Linked DNA regions of Sus scrofa: all the other regions are linked to region 3. Evidence: chromatin contacts called from public Hi-C data. All regions are on one chromosome and are shown on one strand. The core of a region is the stretch at or near the end of the contact, and the rest is flanking DNA. Distances in the headings are between cores, read along the strand shown. Region 1 holds the start of ACD (adrenocortical dysplasia protein homolog). Region 2 overlaps CTCF (CCCTC-binding factor (zinc finger protein)). Region 3 holds the start of RIPOR1 (protein FAM65A).

What was found. A called contact is a pair of places that touch in the nucleus more often than the background predicts.
Region 1: a contact with region 3 is called in a Hi-C map of skeletal muscle, with 4 times the contacts expected there. The contact joins the promoter of ACD here to the promoter of RIPOR1 in region 3. A contact is called at or near these places in 2 of 5 promoter capture datasets (fetal liver and liver), 19 of 47 Hi-C or Micro-C datasets (adipose tissue, embryonic fibroblasts, fibroblasts and 8 more) and 2 of 2 datasets of contacts at active chromatin or transcription factors (alveolar macrophages and skeletal muscle).
Region 2: a Hi-C map of liver shows a contact between it and region 3, with 1.8 times the contacts expected there. The contact joins the enhancer-like site here to the promoter of RIPOR1 in region 3. A contact is called at or near these places in 1 of 5 promoter capture datasets (liver), 18 of 47 Hi-C or Micro-C datasets (adipose tissue, alveolar macrophages, embryonic fibroblasts and 10 more) and 2 of 2 datasets of contacts at active chromatin or transcription factors (alveolar macrophages and skeletal muscle).

What each region holds. Positions count from the first base shown.
Region 1 is chr6:28,278,974-28,282,365 of Sscrofa11.1, forward strand. ACD (adrenocortical dysplasia protein homolog) reads right to left here and starts at 1,436. Exons shown (of 12, transcript XM_021094094.1): 1 at 1,256-1,436; 2 at 1,038-1,174; 3 at 809-902; 4 at 654-730; 5 at 501-545; 6 at 336-370; 7 at 21-172. The coding sequence starts at 1,354. PARD6A (partitioning defective 6 homolog alpha) reads left to right here and starts at 1,529. Exons shown (of 3, transcript XM_021094099.1): 1 at 1,529-2,223; 2 at 2,611-2,833; 3 at 3,066-3,392. The coding sequence starts at 2,161.
Region 2 is chr6:28,253,517-28,256,681 of Sscrofa11.1, forward strand. The region is part of intron 8 of CTCF (CCCTC-binding factor (zinc finger protein)); the gene reads left to right. Among named protein-coding and RNA genes, the nearest start is that of CARMIL2, 10 kb to the right of the region's middle. Within about 2 kb of position 1,770, at least 1 of the 83 cell types and tissues checked has an H3K27ac peak or open chromatin away from gene starts, as enhancers often do. A contact at or near this core is called in liver, where this site is marked.
Region 3 is chr6:28,154,948-28,158,219 of Sscrofa11.1, forward strand. It overlaps RIPOR1 (protein FAM65A), which reads left to right and starts at 1,561. Exons shown (of 22, transcript XM_021094059.1): 1 at 1,561-1,859.

The sequences.
Region 1 (3,392 bases), core at 186-2,685, 120 kb after region 3:
AAGTGAAGCCCCAGACCGACCGTGGCCTTGCAGCGGGAGGCAGCCCAGCGGGTGAGGGGGGCTGCCGTGCAAGGGCCTGCCAGCATCAGACAGCTCTCAGCCAGTTGCACTAGTGCCCCACGATGCTCCTGGTCCTCCTCTACCTCATCCAGAAGTTGGGACAGTGAAATGCCTGGGGGCAGGGGACCAGGAGATGGGCTGAAACTCAAAGAGGAAGGGTAGGGTGGGAGATAAGAAGGAGGACTTATTAAGAAAGTAGGGTGTGTGTGTGTGTGTGATGACTGGAGAGATCACTCTACCAGGAGTTCGGGCAGCCCGCCAACCCCTATACATACCTGCACTGGGAGAGGTAGACTCTGAAAGGTGCTCCCTAGAGAAACACAGGAGACACCTGAGGCCTATCTGCACAAATCTGCCATCCCCTGACTGAGCAGGCTCAGTCAGAAAAGTGACCAAGCCCCGAATAAAAGCCGAACGGAAAAGCCCAACCCCAGACTCACTGCAAGCAGTCATAAAGCTTTTTCTGCACATCTGGATCCTGGTTGCTGGGAGAGGAGTGGTAGACAGTCAGTGTTACTAGGGGCCCAAGCCCTCACACCCCAAAAGCCAGGCCTGGGTGAGGAGAACAGGTGGAGGGTGGAGGCATCACTTACCAACCAATCACCTGTTCCCGGGGCTGCTCTGTGGGCAACAAGCTGAAGCGGTCCACCTGGAGGTAGAACTCTGCGGGCTGGAGTTCAGGGACAGGTCTCAGGAGTTGTTAGAAAGTCAGGCCCAGTAACCCACCCAGGCCAGGCTCACCACTCACCGCGCCTCCCTCGGCGACTTGGACGCGAACCCCGCAGTCCCGCAGCAGCAGCAGCCGACCTTCTGCCCCTTGAAAACCGAACTCCTTCTCCTCCCTGCGGCAGGGGACCCTCAGTGCCGAGCCTGCGTGAACACAGCCCAGCCCGCCTGGGGCCCGCCCACCTCCAGCTCAAACCTTGAGCTCTCCCGTTGGCCTCCACTATCTCCAAGCCCCGCGGAGCCCCTCTCACCAGTCCGAGGCGTTCAGGGCTTCTCGCGTCACCAGACATCGGATACTGTGGGTCCCATCGGACACAAGCAGCGCGGTGTCGACGTGAGACGTGTCGGAGGCGCGGGACGGGCCCGGGGTTTCGGCCTCCTGCAGTACCTGACCGCGGTGATAAAGCATCAAGCCCACCGCCCTGGGACCCCGCCCTCCGGGCCCTGAAAAAGGTAGCGGGGTTCTCACCTTGAGCAGCTGCCCCGCCCGCGGGCTTGAAAGTGCCTCTGACCCCAGAATTAGCTCTCGAATCCAGGGTCGCAGGACGAGGTTCCCCAAGCGGGCCATTCCCGCCGCGGCAGCCAGCGGATTACCTCTAGCCCGGATTTCCCGCTAGCGCCGCGGCCCCGCCTCTAGTCGGAAGAGGAAGTGCAGGAGCGCTGGGCGGAACCCGAAACCTAGGCCCTGCCCATGAGCATGCCCGCGCGTGCGCACATGCGCGTCCTAGTTGGGAGTTTGTGTGCACTCCCATTGAATCAAATGGCTGCTGACGTGCTTGCTCTTACTTGAGCAACTCTCCGAGCAACGGTCCGCGTTTGGGCCGTTCTTCAGAACTCCTGTGGCATTGAGCAGGAAGGCGCAAAGGCTGGCATGTATGGAGAGGGAGGAATCTAGGGCCTGAGGCTGCAGCCAAGGGTGGTCCGAGCGAGTTAGCTCGGAGTCACTTCAATGCCTGTGACCCCAAAGAACTCAGCAGATATTTATATTATGACCCAGTTCCCTCATCTACAACATACACAGCCTTGTAAGGCCAATGGAAATAACAGCGTACAGCGCTCAATAAATACCACTTCCCCAACTCTCCCCTCGGCTTGGCCAAGCCCCTCCCCCGAGGCTCCCGGGACTTGACGACCGTAACGTAGTGACGTAAGAGGACGTGAGACTCTCCACCCCTCCAGCTCCGTTTCCTAGGAAACGTGGACTCCGCGTTCCACTCTTCGTCGCTGCCCCCTTGACGTCACGGCCCGGATAGGAGGGCGGGGCGAGTGCTACCGCCAGGGGCGGGGCTGCGCGGGCCAGCCGGCCCCGCAGGCTGTGCACCTGCGCTTCGGCGGGCCGCCTAGGGCACCGTCCCTGGCCCTCCCGGTCCCACGATGGCCAGGCCGCAGAGGACTCCGGCACGCAGTCCTGACAGCATCGTCGAGGTGAAGAGCAAAGTAAGGACCCCTCCAGCCCCAGCTCTGGCTCCGGCCCTAGGCGCTTCCAACCCTCACTCTCCCCTCCCTGACTCCTTGGTCCCCACCACCTTTTTCTCTCCTCCATCCTCCACGTCCCATTCTCTGGTTTTCCTTTTCGCTTCCCCCCATCCCACCTCCTCCTTTCCACTGCCGGCTTCTAGAGTCCCTCTGGCCTGGGTACCTGGAGGGCGAGGAGAAGACCTTGGACAGCGTCCCTTGCACTGGAGCAGAGGTCTGGGTGCAAGTCTGCAGCTGTTGTGAAGCCCTGTCTTTCCCACCCCTACTACCCTCGGACCTGTGGTGAGAAAGGGCACGGACTCTGTCCTAACCCCTCCTCCTCCCCCGACCTCCTACCCCCGCCTCCAGTTTGATGCCGAGTTCCGACGCTTCGCGCTACCTCGCGCTTCGGTGAGCGGCTTCCAAGAGTTCTCTCGGTTGCTGCGTGCGGTACACCAGATCCCGGGCCTGGACGTGCTGCTTGGCTATACGGATGCTCACGGCGACCTACTGCCCCTCACCAACGACGACAGCCTGCACCGGGCCCTGGCCAGTGGGCCCCCGCCACTGAGACTGCTAGTGCAGAAGCGGGGTAAGGATGGGGTACAGGGGGCAGCCTCTGTGGGGTAGGGTGACAGGGCAGATCTCCAAGGGTTAGACCATGCCTAGGGTACCCAAACTTCACCCTCTGCAGTCCTTGCCCTTGGCCTGACCTCCAAGTGGCAGGAAATAACTACAGTGTGCCTTCCCCAGGCCTGGGCCTGATGGAAAAGGGCCTGAGTGGGACATTAGGGTCTCTGATTTCAGTGTCCCCTCTCCTGCAGCAGAAGCTGACTCCAGTGGCCTGGCCTTTGCCTCCAACTCCCTGCAGCGGCGCAAGAAAGGGCTCCTACTCCGGCCAGTGGCACCTCTGCGCACCCGGCCACCCCTGCTAATCAGCCTGCCCCAAGATTTCCGACAGGTTTCTTCAGTCATTGATGTGGACTTACTGCCTGAGACCCACCGACGGGTGCGGCTGCACAAGCATGGTTCTGACCGCCCCCTGGGTTTCTACATCCGAGATGGCATGAGCGTGCGCGTAGCTCCCCAGGGCCTGGAACGAGTTCCAGGCATCTTCATCTCCCGCCTGGTACGAGGGGGCCTGGCTGAGA
Region 2 (3,165 bases), core at 520-3,019, 99 kb after region 3:
TCTTCCTACCTTAATCTCTCCATTTATAATTTAAAACTTTACCTGTTTTCCTACTCTTGATGTTCTTTGGGATTTTTTTTTTTGCCTTTCTTGTCATGAAATCCAGGCAGAGTATGCATTTGCTCATGAAGAGGGAGGGGGAGAACAAGAGGATTGGTAATGTAGGGGTCACATTTGATTATACAAACTTGTTCCAGGGTTAGATTTTATAATGTGTATACTTGGGGAGTTCCCGTCGTGGCGCAGTGGTTAACGAATCCGACTAGGAACCATGAGGTTGCGGGTTCGGTCCCTGCCCTTGCTCAGTGGGTTAACGATCCGGCGTTGCCGTGAGCTGTGGTGTAGGTTGCAGACACGGCTCGGATCCCGTGTTGCTGTGGCTCTGGCGTAGGCCGGTGGCTACAGCTCCGATTCAACCCCTAGCCTGGGAACCTCCATATGCCGCGGGAGCAGCCCAAGAAATAGCAACAATAACAACAACAAAAAGACAAAAGACAAAAAAAAATAATAATAATAATGTGTATACTTGGGCTACGGGCACCCAGTATGGCTTAAAAGGCTTAAAGATTTAAGCTTTTTGTGGAAAAGGATGTTGGGGGATTTTGTTTGGGAAAATGCACTTATGAGATACCTAATGCATTTCTAAGGAGTCATCATTTTGTCTTCTGCATCGCTCATTAGTAGCAATAGTGGGGAGGCAATGAAATTCCTGAAAACCGAATGTTAATATTAGAGAACTTCTGTCACCTAATTGGTTTTACTATAAAATTTTTTCATGAAAGCAGTATGTTTTTTATATGTAACTATAATAAGATCTCTTTTTTAATTTTTTGTTTATCTTAATAAAGCTTTCACTTTTCTGTTCAGAACTTTAACTTTTCCAAGGGGGAGTATTCTTCTAAGCATAAGAGCAATTTATTATTTTGTTGCCCTTTTTTTTCTTTTTTTTCTTTTAGTGAAAAATATGTTTTAAAATGTCTCTTTGCTTGATTTTTCTTTCTTTTTTTCTTTCTAGGGCCACATCTACAGCATATGAAAATTCCCAGGCTAGGGGTCGAATTGGAACTTATAGCTGCCATCCTACACCACAGCGATGCGAAATCCGAGGCTCATCTTTGACCTGTACCACAGCTCACAGCATCGCTGGGTCCTTAAGCCACTGAGCAGGGCCAGGGATTGAACTCACATCCTCATGACTATTAGTTTGTAACCTGCTGAGCCACAGTGGGAACTCCCTAATTAATTTCTATAAAAGCACATCACTCTCTACTGAGAATCTTTGTGGGAAACCTTTGCTTGGCTAAGAAACTGAGTGGGCTAGTGGGAAGTGCCAAGGAGTGTCAAAGAGCCTCAAGTACCAGCAGAGACCCACAGATAGCCTTGAGCTTGAAGATACCTGTAGTTGCTCTGAGTTGCAGAGCCACCTGTTACCATAGATATTGTCCCATACTCTTCTTCTTCATGATACTGCCTTGTTCACTTGCTAATTGTACTTTACCCAAATACTCTCACCTTCAGAGTTTATTGATGGTTCCTAGTAGATTTCTACAGTTCTTCCTTTTGTTTTCTGCACTGCTGATTTGTAGAACACACTTTTTGTTCTGGGCCTCTTACTTAGTAGTTCTTTATTTCAGAAAGTCTAGAATTTCCATCTCACTACTGACAAAGGTCATACAGTGATGTTTGCTCCCTTCCAAAAGTTCTTCTATCTGTTGGCCATCAGCAGAAATTGACCAGCAGATTCTACTGCTACTCTCAAGCCTTTTTGCCAAAATCTGTCCAAGCCAGTAAGCCTTTGACCCTATTAACCTCCTGTGGGTGCTTTTTGCCCCAGTTCTGACTGAATTTGTTTAGTTTTCTAGGCATTGGGCCAGCTTAGGCAATGGGGGCTTGAATAAGTTCAGCAGGAAAGCATGTCATTCTTGACACACTGCCACATGCCAGTACATTCCCCCCATTTCTACTTAGACTTTCAGCCACGTGATAAATAAGGCATGTTGTCCTGAAGATCAGGCGTTTATCCACAGATTCTAAATTTAAACATTTGGCACCAGAGAAAGAAAACGTGCTTGTAACCTGTGCTTCTTGGAGAAAGGCAAGCAGGGTGCATTTTGTGCCATGGTGATGGGGGAGGAGTAACAAGAGCTCTTTGGCTGCATACAGGTGTGGGCAGCAGAACAACTCCAAATTGCAATTTAGCTATGCCTTACAAATCACTTAGCTTCTCTGTTTCCATAAAATGAGAGGTATAGCTCTTATTTAATGAAGCCTAAGTGAAATAATGGAGAATTGTTAAACTCCATTTAACAATGTTAATAACAGCTATGATTATGTAGTAGAATGTAAGTAACAGCATAATTAGAGGCATTATCTCACTCCTTGTGATCCTCATATCACTAGTAAGTGGATTGGGAGTGCTTTAGAGATTACCCAAGGAAACTGAGGTTCAGTGTGGTCTTTGTCCCAGGTCAGTATTCTTTCTACTATAGTTCCCTCTCCTTTTATGTGATGTTGGCATTGGAGAAAAGGTAAGGGAGCTAAGAATGACGATTTGGGTCTGATACAGCTGGGAATTAAATCCCAAAAGTTGGCCTTATGCTGATCCTAGTTGATAGGACATCACAAGTGCTTTAAGAACTTCATACAGGAGTTCCTCTTGTGGCGCAGTGGTTAACAAATCCAACTAGGAACCGAGAGGTTGCGGGTTTGATCCCTAGCCTTGCTCAGTGGGTTAAGGATCTGGCGTTGCTGTGAGCTGTGGTGTAGGTCGAAGATGCAGCTCGGATCTGGTGTTGCTGTGACTCTGGCATGGGTCAGCAGCTATAGCTCCAATTAGACCCCTAACCTGGGAACCTCCATATGCCACGGGAGCAGCCCTAGAAAAAGCAAGAAAGTCACACACACAAAAAAGAACTTTGTACAAATGCATACCTTTCACCAGTCTCAAGGGGTCTGTCTCAGGCTTAGTGTCCTGCTTTATCCTTGTATCATAGGAGGAAAGAACATTTTGTTTCATTTTCAAATTAAAATACTTTGTGGAATGTATACATATATGTATAACTGGGTCACCATGCTGTACAGTAGAAAAAAATATATAAATAAATAAAAAAACCCACTTTGTGGGAGGAGGGAGTGGGATGGACTAGGAGTTTGAGTTTAGTAGAT
Region 3 (3,272 bases), core at 311-2,810:
AGGACAGCTGATGTGCAGCCCACAGGCTCTGGCATTTGCGTTTGAAAATTTTTTAAGTTATCACAAATTAGAAATTATGCATATGTGTGATTTCTGGTGCCTAAGAAGCATGAGAAGCCTTGGCATCTTGAAAGTGCGTTAAATCTATTCCTATATATAGTTTTCTAGATTTCCAAGGAGAGCCAGAGGTTGTCATTATGTGGAAGCTTAGCAAGGAAACAGATGTAATTCTGTGCCCTTGTGGGGTCTGGAGGTTGGGGATCTGAAAATTCCTTAAGATGAGCCCCTGGGGATTCAAGAGCCCTAGTTTAAGGAGGACTGCCTGTGTTGAGGGGAGAACCAGCAGTTCCACCACCTCTCATGATACAACAAAGCTGGGGTTTTAGATTTTAATAAGCCAGGGCCAAGAGATGGGGATGAAAGATGATGTCACCTGCTCCTTTCGCATTTCCTACAAGAAAGAAATTCATGCAGAGAAGAGACTCCTGGCTCAATAAATGAGTCACTGCTTTATAAGCCAAGAGAGATGGAAAGCAGATTCCAGGAAACAAGCCAGTAGGAAGCCTAGAGAAAGTGCTCAGCTTTAGTGTGAAACTGTCAAGCTTTTCTGCTCTTGTGGAAATTCAAGGAGAAAAAACAACACTGAGAAAGACTAGAGAAATAGCAAGGAGCCAGACAGAGCTCAAGTGAGGGCCTGTGCATTTGGGCAAATTGGAATGAATGATGGAGATGGCACCAACCAACCCACTCCACAAATTATCCAGGCAGCTTCAGAAGAAGAAATATCCCAGTGTTCCAAGGCCTGCAGTCATTCCTAATGCAACAGATATTTATCATCAAGTTCCCATGCTGGGCACTGGCTGTGGAGTACTTAGGGCCCTGTTCCTACAGAGCTCACAGCCATTGAGCAAGTCATCACATTTGTGCCAAATGACAAGAAGATTCAGGGATGTGAGCCACTGTGAGGATGCTAGAAGGCTTCTTGACATCTAGGGCAGACACATTAACCATCAGGCTAAATTTCAGGCAGAGGCCTGGATCAGATGAGCGGGGCTGCTTGGAAGAAATGAATGGAGCTCAGTTTGGGAAACAGAAGCACAAGAAAAGACGGGATGGGTCCTTTCTCTTCCCCTATGTGGGGTTATTTGTTTGCTTAGCAAATTCTGGGGAGGTGCATCTCCTAAGTGCCAGGCAGCCGATTTAGCACTTCATGTTTATTTACAGAGCAGTTCAATTCAGCAGTATTTACCGAGCTCACTGAGCAGCTGGGCCCAGCCATGGAGCAGGCAGGGGGCACAGCAAGAGCGAACTTTCAATGGTGGGACCCTACGAAGAAGTCTCAGGAGTCCCTTGTTGGCCGAAGTAGGGTGAGAGAGCTGAGGCCTGAGGGAATACCAAGCTGATCTTCAGACTCCAGCCCGGTGGGGAGCAAGAAGAGTCCTGGAAAGATCCCTGCCCTGAGAAGCCAAAGCCAGGCGGGGGAGGTCCCACCTCAGCACATTCTCTTCTGAGTGACACTGGAGATAATTAACCCAGGGACCTAACAGCTGCCACCATTGCCCTTTAGGAATTTGGGCCCTCCCGGTCTGACATCCAGGCCACACTCCCACTGCTCAACTCTGTGGGAGAAAGGACTCTCATTAAACCCTTTCATCAGATGGGTGGGCCTGGAGCCCCCTGCATGCTGGTCTGCTTCCTGGGACAGCCTTTGCCAGCTCCCTGGGCCTAGGCTGATGGCTACCTTCTCCCTAGGCTGAGAGCCTAGCAACTCTCTTCTGGTCCAAGTCCTTCTGGCCTTCAAGGATCATGACTCAACTTGCAACAGCATCCAGGGGAGCAAGGAAGCCCTGGAAGAGAAGGTAAGAGTCTTGGTTCCCATCCCAGCCTGGCTACCTGTTCACTGGCCTCAGGCATGGTCTTTCTCTATGCAACTTGATGACTTTTGAGATCTCTGACCCCTGGGTATGGGAATCAGGCACAGTGTCAAGTGACTTGACTTCAATCTGGCCTTGGTATGTGGAGCCCTGGGGAGGAGCAGGTGGCCCTTTCTGGAGGGGCACCAGACAAGGGCTGTGATGGGAGAAGCACTTTTGAAAGTGAAGAAGAGGTTACTGATCTGGCCTGGGGTCCAGGGAAGGTATCCCAGAGAATAAACCGGGATAGGCACAAGTTAGCCAAGTGAAGGAAAGAGGATAAAGATGCATAGAACAGCCTGTGCAAAGACATGGGGGTGTGGGAAGGCAGGGTGTATTCAGGGAACCAAAAAATTCAATCTGGCTGGAGCTAGGATCTCATGGGGAGGAAATGGCCAGAGATGAAGGGCCAGCAGGGAAGTGAGAGGGGACAGGGTCTGATATGCATAAGAGATCCAGCCGCCCTGTGGAGAATGGATCTAGCCAGGCGAAACCAAGAATAGACACTAAGAGGCCAGCAAGGAGGTGCAGATGGTGCCCTGGCCAAGGGTAGGGCAGCAGGGGCGGGGAGGACAGGAAAGATTGATGAGCAATGAGGTGTCAGCGGAAAAGCCACCAAGACTAACATAAGAACCCGGGAGGGAGAGCAGTTCTGAGGAGAAGAGAGGGGGTCGACTTTATACAGTGCATTTGGGGTGCCCAAGAGTCATCTTAAGGGGGAAGACAGCACAAGAGATGGGGGGTCAAGATTCAAGGCATCACTGTGGAAACAGAAATGAGGCCCTGGAAGTTGTCAGGATGGCTTGGAGAAAAGTATCAAGGGTGAAAGGGGCCCAGCACCCTGAGGAGCCACCAAGGGATGTGAAGAGGTACAGCCAGAGAAGCAGCTAGAAATCCAAGAGGAGCCACCAGAGAAACCAGAGGGAGTTTCAGAGAGGAGGGGAATCATCTGTGTCCAACACATCCAGAACAGGGCAAAGGCTGAGAGGACTGAGAAGTGGAGGGTCAGGGAGCATTTACACAGAGGCTCCAGCTTCCCAGTGACCATGATCTGCAACCAGGTCTGAGTGTGAGGAAGGCCATTGCATAAGGCTGAACAGGTTGTGCACTGCACACTCCAGTGACTCTCCATTCATGATAAGTGGGCACTCCTTGGAGTTTGGCGGGGGTTTTTTGAGAAGCCTGTTGCTGCAGTGTGGAAACTTACCACACGGTGACGCCAAAGACCAGCACTCTACTTCTTGGGCTTGGATGGAGACGGGCAGGGGTCAGTTTGAAGATGGTAGCACCCTAGGTCATCATCATATGTGTGGAGAATATTGCCACATGCCTGGTGCCTAGAACCTTCCCCATCACTAC